Regions from separate parts of the Gasterosteus aculeatus genome. Here region 1 is linked to region 2. The links are chromatin contacts, called in public Hi-C maps. All regions are on one chromosome and are shown on one strand. Each heading gives the region's core, a stretch centred on a gene start, on an enhancer-like site or on the middle of the called end of the contact. The rest is flanking DNA. Distances are from core to core; before and after follow the strand shown. Region 1 overlaps mecom (MDS1 and EVI1 complex locus). Region 2 holds the start of mecom (MDS1 and EVI1 complex locus).

The links. A called contact is a pair of places that touch in the nucleus more often than the background predicts.
Region 1: a Hi-C map of skeletal muscle shows a contact between it and region 2, with 4 times the contacts expected there. The contact joins the enhancer-like site here to the promoter of mecom in region 2. A contact is called at or near these places in 3 of 6 Hi-C or Micro-C datasets (skeletal muscle, tail fin and whole body).

The regions. Positions count from the first base shown.
Region 1 is chr1:6,288,302-6,291,963 of fGasAcu3.hap1.1, forward strand. mecom (MDS1 and EVI1 complex locus) reads left to right here. Exons shown (of 17, transcript XM_078098359.1): 3 at 862-996. Among protein-coding and RNA genes, the nearest start is that of LOC120827763, 51 kb to the right of the region's middle. Within about 2 kb of position 2,225, at least 1 of the 9 cell types and tissues checked has open chromatin away from gene starts, as enhancers often do.
Region 2 is chr1:6,192,553-6,196,052 of fGasAcu3.hap1.1, forward strand. It overlaps mecom (MDS1 and EVI1 complex locus), which reads left to right and starts at 1,276. Exons shown (of 17, transcript XM_078098359.1): 1 at 1,276-2,179. The coding sequence starts at 1,972.

The DNA of each region.
Region 1 (3,662 bases), core at 975-3,474, 97 kb after region 2:
CATCGTTTTAACAGATTTCTTGGGTCTAATTTATTTCATTTTAAATACACATTTATGAAGTCTAATCAAATCAAACTGTTTAAATCAGTATAGATTATTATTTAATTCGATGAAACCACACTTTCAGAAACGAATTCAAACGTCAGCATTTCTAAATAAAACAAATCCAGAACTATTTAGCACCACATTTATAAAACTCTCTATACAACATGATACCAGACTGACATATTTTTCCATTCTTGTTTATTTTTTTCTTATCTTATATATTTATTGATTATATATTTTTAGGGCTTTTTAGTTTTGTTTTTTGTGATTTATTGTTGCAGGAAACCATTACTTGACATTTTTAGTGCGGCAATGGGAATGTTATTTTCCCTTGAAAAAGTTCCTCAAAGCTGAATAAAAAAATTAATATCACCGTTATATAATAGATTTTTTATTTTGTGGTAGTGATCAAATATATATATATTTTTTCAATCCAAAATTGCTGTGGAAAATTCTGATAATAAATATTTAAAAACGGCACACACGCATTTTTATATTTCAAAGAACTTTTTAGGTCATTAAAAATACCTTCCTAATGTACACAAATTGCATGTGGGTACAGGAATTTGTACGTTTTTGTGCATAGCGTGCATGTGCGTGTGCGCGTGTATGTGTTGTACCACAGACCAGCTCTTAACATTTGAGTCTTATTTCTTTGTGGGAGGTATGTGGTTAGTCAGTGTTTGGACACAGTAACCTGGACTGATACTGATCAAAGTCTGAACCCCCCTCCCCTCCCTCCCCTCCCTTACCTCCCTCCCTCCATCATCCCTTCTCTCTCTCTCTCTCTCTCTCTCTCTCTCTCTCTCTCTGCAGATCTTGGACAGGTCAGGCCATGTAAAATTCTGCGTGGATGCCAGCAAGCCAGATATCGGGAGCTGGCTGAAGCACATCCAGTTTGCCCCTGCGGCCAAGCAGCATAACCTGACCGTGTGCCAGATAGGCGACCAGGTACGTGGCTCGACCGCCTCAACAAAATACAAGATGGATATGATCTGACGAAAAGAAAAACAAAGAGATAGACAGAGAAAGGGGGGGGGTGGGGGTCTTGATTTCAAACTCCCACATGGTGATGTGCCCGAATCTCGCTGTCTGCTGAAAGTCATTTAAAAGCCCCTTAAAAACTGCTTCTGATGTCAGAAGGCTTCCCCCCTGTATTGTTCCGACGGTTGTCCTGTCTGCGTGCTGTTGTGTTAAAAGGTATTATCATGATCCAAGTCAGATACTCCCACGAGCATCTGGCCCACCCTGCCTTCAGTCCTAACACACACACACACACACACACACACACACACACACACACACACACACACACACACGCACACACACCTCTCCCCCCACGCTGAACCGCAGAAACTCTTCGCTATCTGCGTGTGTTTTCATTTTTTTAAATTGTGCTCTGGCTTCTGCCGTGCGAGGACCACAGGGCAGGATCACAGGCGGCCCGCCGAGATGATCGTTCCACACACTTCCCGGTCACGCTTAGCGATATAAACTCGGAAGACACGCCAGGAATGTCCACAGTCTTTTAGCTGCTCACCTGGCTGCCCCGGCGGGGCGGGGAGGGGAGGGGAGGGGGGGGGGGGGGGGGGAGGTGCGTGCCGCGCACATGGGGGCCTGTTCACCTCGGTAATCCCGAATTCTCCTCGACACCGGAGACCTTGCAGCAAAGGCGGGAAGGCTAAACTCGATTTGACACGTGCATGGAAGCGTGGCGTGGCGCTCGACCCCCGGATGAAAAGACGTCATCTCGGCGTGCACGCTTGTCATCGCTTCACACGCCGGTGGTCCACCCGGATTACCTGTTGAGCGTCGCCTGTCGGATTTGTTACATGACAGTGACGCATCTAGGCGCCGGAAAAATCACCTGGAGATCTTTAAAGGGGCCAAAAAGCTCAACGCTCCCCGAGAACGAATCTCCCGCCCTTCGTGCGCGTGTCTCAACCCTCGCGGTAAAGAGGGGAGAGGGGAGACCACGATCTTTCTCACCAACAGCACGGGGGGGGGGGGGGGGGGGGAAAGAAGAACGAGTAGAAGAGCTTTTCCTCGAAGCACTTCCCGGCTCTCCTCTAAAAGAGGCGGAGAGAGCTTTTCTATGGCGGCGAGACCCGCTGTCATCGCCGCGGTTCTGCTCCGGTGGCCGTGTAAGGCCCCGACAGGTCACGGACATGGCTGTGATGAGGCGATTGTTAAGTACTACACACTGTCACAACACGCCACAATGTACCGTCTTTAAGCCTTCCGGCCGACATTGGTGTTTTTTGAAAACATTGTAGCGCCTCACAATGCCTGTCTGTATGTTTTAAAATGAACGGAGTGGGAGGGGGAAGGGGGGGGGGGGGGTCCTGTTAAGCGGCTGTCAGTTTTTGATAGCGTTTGTGTGTGTGTGTGCGAGTGTGTGTGCGTCTGTGTGTGCGCGTTTACGAGTTTTCTTTTTTATTTGCATTGACTCGTGGTGAGTGTGAAGAAGTGTTTCATTGTGTCGTCTGGAGTGCGCGCACACACACAAACACACGCACACAAACACACACACACCTGAAACTGCCGGTTTCCACATGCATGGACGCATGCGTGAACTTGAGCGCGCGTGTCTGCGCGCACGCTGTCCGCGCCCGGGAATCGTTGGTTGCGCGTCCGATGACTCCCCGCGCTCCTCATTCTGGGGCTGGAAACGTTAAAACACACCTAGCTGATCCCAGCCGGCTTTTTACTGCCGCGCAGAAGTGCTGAATCGAGGCCCGGCCCGAAACCACACATTACACAACGAGTCCCATCAGCACCTTTTCACAGGCCGAGCAACCCAACACCAAAGTCTTCCCTCGGAGGCAAATTCTGCCAACTATTCCACTATTGCACAATTTTTTTATTTTTTTTTGAGGACGAGGTCACAACAGCAGACAGTGATTCGATGGTCATTTGGGTCTCGGTTGTTTTTAAAGCAGCAATTCAGCCGAGACAGTAAAACTGGCCTCTGTCCTCTTATTCCTGACCCAGTTCTGTTTATCATAAAACTTTATGGCCAATCTCGGGAGGGTGAAGGAGTGAGAAAAAGAAGCAATGAGCGAGAAGAGAGAGAGAGAGAGAGAGAGAGAGAGAGAGAGAGAGAGAGAGAGAGAGAGAGGAAAAGGCCTGTAACGTCTTATTGGAGGAACAGATCGGAATCCCTCTTCTCATTTCCTTCTCTCCTTCTCTCCCGTAATTCATTTTTAACCTGTCTGTGAAGGCATTAGAGCAGCTGCAGAGGACATCTTCAACAAATATTAATATTAAATATTAACGTTTTTTTCCCCAATACAGTCAAATACAGTCTTCTCTTTGGCCACAATTCCTCACAAAGTTGCAAAGTGGAAATAGAAATGAAGAATTTAACTTATTTGGCTCTGAAACATTTTGTCACTAAATGTCCAGCTGTTTGAATCAAATGGGACTTAAGTTACAGATTCAATTGGTTCTCCAGCTTTGAATTTAGTCCTTTACAAATAGAAACAGGTAGAGAAACTCCACACGATTCAGCAGTTATTCATTATTCTTTATTATGCAAAATTATTTAAAAGGATTCAGAGAAAATAATAAACTCATTAAATCTTTTAACTTCATCCTGCAACCTGCTGTTTGTG
Region 2 (3,500 bases), core at 26-2,525:
TAACGCAGCAAACATACATAACAACTTGTTTCTAACAGAGGTGCCCTTGCGATAAACAATAATGAATAAAGTTTGGTACCATATATGTGTGGGTCAATTTAAATGAAAATAAAAGAGTTGGGGCAATATGTTCTGTTTGCAACCGTGTGGGTCTCGAACCCAATTAATTTCTAATAATTACAATCCACGGGGCTTTGGGGATGTCCGCGGCGCTGCGCGCTGCCACCGGGTTCAGCGTATCATAATAAAATATATGTATAGAGAAAGTGCTTCAGAGGAATGGGGGGGGGGGGGGGGGGTTACTTATTGCAGGGAATGAAAACTGTTTCCATTTAGGCTAATTGAGCACGCCGCCTGAAGCTCTCTCTCTCTCTCTCTCTCTCTCTCTCTCTCTCTCTCTCTCTCTCTCGCGCGCGCGCGCACCATCTTCTCGCGCACTCCCGCTTAATAAAATCCAGGGTGTCATTACAATGAAGGTAGAGTGAGATACAATAAAGTATACATGCGAACCGCTCTGACGTCAGTGCGTCTGTATGTGTGGATTTGGCACTTTGGGGGTTTTATCGTCTTTATTGTCTGTTTGCTATTGTTGCTAATATTGACTTTGAGACTTTTATCTCCATTCATATGAACTTTTTTCCTCGGGCCTTATATGTTTGTTTTTCCCAGGGCATGATGTCTGGATCAGTTTCAACACAGTTGAGAATCGATAGCTCGAGTTCATCCACAAGGTCAACATGATCTCACGCGCGTCTAATTAATTGCCAATTACTGTGATTATGCTTGGGAACAGATATCTATATATTTTTAGCAGTAGTGGGATTGCGGTTTTTGTATCTACTGGTACTCTGTTTTGTTAAATATATGACCACTATACAGTGTTTATGTGATAACAGAGTTGTATTGACATGTAGTGCCTTAAAGAGTGTGGCCCGTTTCTTTCAACCCTAAACGAAACGAAGCCAACCATTATTCCAACCACCAAGACGAAGACTCGGACACAAGTAGTTCTTCTTTCTTTCCTTTCTTTCGCGATGTTCTCCTTCAAAGTCAAATCAAGTGAAAACATCCCTTTCGAGCCCTGAGCAATTACCACGTGATGAAATGTACGCATTGCAACAGAAACGTCTCAAACGGGCATTAATTCTGAGCACTTAACATATTAATTATTGTCAGCACAAAGCGGAAGAGAGAGAGAGAGAGAGGGAGAGAGAGAGAGAGAGGAAAGAAAACCTGCACTCATATTAGGGCTGTCAGTCGGGTGCCCAAGCGGGAGAGGAAGGAGGGAGGTGGGGGGGGGGGTCATTCATTTCCCAGTGCTCGGTATAATGGTCAAAAACACAATTAAAATATATAAAATCTTTAATGACTATATGCAGCATTGGTAATTTAGGTGAACGTTGATTAATGTGACTTCCCTCGGAGAGAAAAGGTGCAGAGTAAAGATTGAGAACAAGGATCGTTGTAATAAATGTCCTCCACGCAGAGCAGCTCCGCGCTGCTGCACTGCAACACACACAAAAAACTACACCCAGAGCTTTTTATGTGGCGCTCATTGTTGAACTTTTTTTCCCTCTTTTACTTTGAAAATATCGACAAATGATTATTGCATTGCTTTTTAGCGACGTTCAACTTGTTTTTTTCTCAATGTGAACTGTGTTGCGTTGCCTTCTGCTGCCTTCGGCTGCGAGGTCCTCGTCCTGAAATAAGTGCACGCTGCGGGGGACGCATCTCAATTAGAAAGTTCCTCACTCCTCTGAAATCTGAGGCTTCCACAACGTCGGACATTTTTTTGTTTTTGTTTTGCAGTGTGCGATGTTTTGTCGGAAAACTCTTGCCACGAAAAGGGAGATGTCCACGATTCACACCATCTTGACCGGATCAGGTTGATATCAAAAGTGATAAATCGTCCCAAACTTTTTTTTCTTTTTTTTCTGTCACTTGCTGCCGGCAGATCTCGTTGCTGTGCGCATGTGCGAAGGTGTCCAGACTGACAATGCTGGAGAGATAGCGCGTTTGGATTTAGAAACCCGGCGAAAAAAGGACAGAGAGAAAACAAAAAAGGACGAAAACAAAACAACAACAACAAAAAAAACATCCAAGAAAAAAATCCAAACAAACCTACTCCGAGAGACCGGCACCATGAGGTCCAAAGGCAGGGCACGGAAACTGGCCACGAGTAGGTGCAACATCCCTTTTCTTCCCTTTTGCCATATTATGTACCTATACAGACTGTCGCTGTTATCAATAGTTTTCCGTAACGATTACTTTTCCGCCAGGAAAAAACACGTATCCGCTTTTTTTAAAACCTTCTCAAGTGTCAAAACGCCGGTGTTCTCGCGAGGAGAAAAAAAAAAAAAGAATTAAACGCTGCCCTCCAGAAGAGGGTAAACTTTAAAGTTTTGCGCCCGGATGGAGGAACTTTGTGCAGGGCTCCAGCAGTCGCAATGGCCGGGTCGCACGTAGTGGGCGCTGTAGTGTAGTCTGGTGCGTTTCAGGTTCGAATCCCCTTCGCATCGGCGGCGGTTTTCTGCAGTCGCTGCGCGCTGCTCGGTCGCAGGGAGCAACTCGGAGACACGCCGTTCGGTGCCGGGAAATAAGGAGAAAAAGGAGGATGCGTTGGACGCGCACGGTGCATGCGCTGCGGGGAAACGGGGGGATCGTGTTTGTAACTCTTTGTGTGTTTGTGAGTCCGGCGGTTTCGTTCCCGAGCTCGTTTTAATGCGTAATGTGTTGATTGTAAAAATGATATGGAACTTCGGGGAGAAAAGAACAACAAATGCACCGAGATGTTATTATGTAATTATTTTGAAGCACGACTGTTTTTAGTGTGCAGACTGTTCACTGTGTGCACCGCATGGATTTGCTAACAAAATGTACGTAGGAGAAAAATTCTTACTTAAAGTATTAATTGAGTTTGATTAAATGATGTGTAATATCACTCTCGTCATTAAATTGATTTAATTCCTTCGAGCCAATCAACTATAAGATGTTATGCAATGAGATGATTGATGTGGTGATTCATGCATTGATTTGCTACAATAAATTATCAAGAATTATATACATATATTTTCTCAAAGCTGTGCCAATCGAGCTTTATTATATGTGTTCATTTCTATATTTGCATCAGTGTTCGGTGTCCTTGTGCTTTGTGGTTTTTCATTTGTTTTTAAGGATGACGTTAAATTGTTGAGGTTATTTTCTTTGCAAAATTTACAGTAATAATCTAGAATTGCGTTGCAGACCTTTTGGCGAGGAAATAAAATAGGCAGACAGGTCAAAACGAGAAAAGGCAACAGTGCAATGGTCATTTTCAGTCTGTGTTGTATCAGCTAAATACAAACAAAAAGGCTTAGCAGTTCCGAAGTGTAGTTTCAACAGGCAATAAGCAGCAGAGGATGAAGAAGAAGTTGAGAGGCTGCACGTAGGAGCGTCGAGGGAAGTTCCTATTTAGTTGGTTTACTTCACACGAGCTCACGGAGGATATCCTGGTGAAGTTA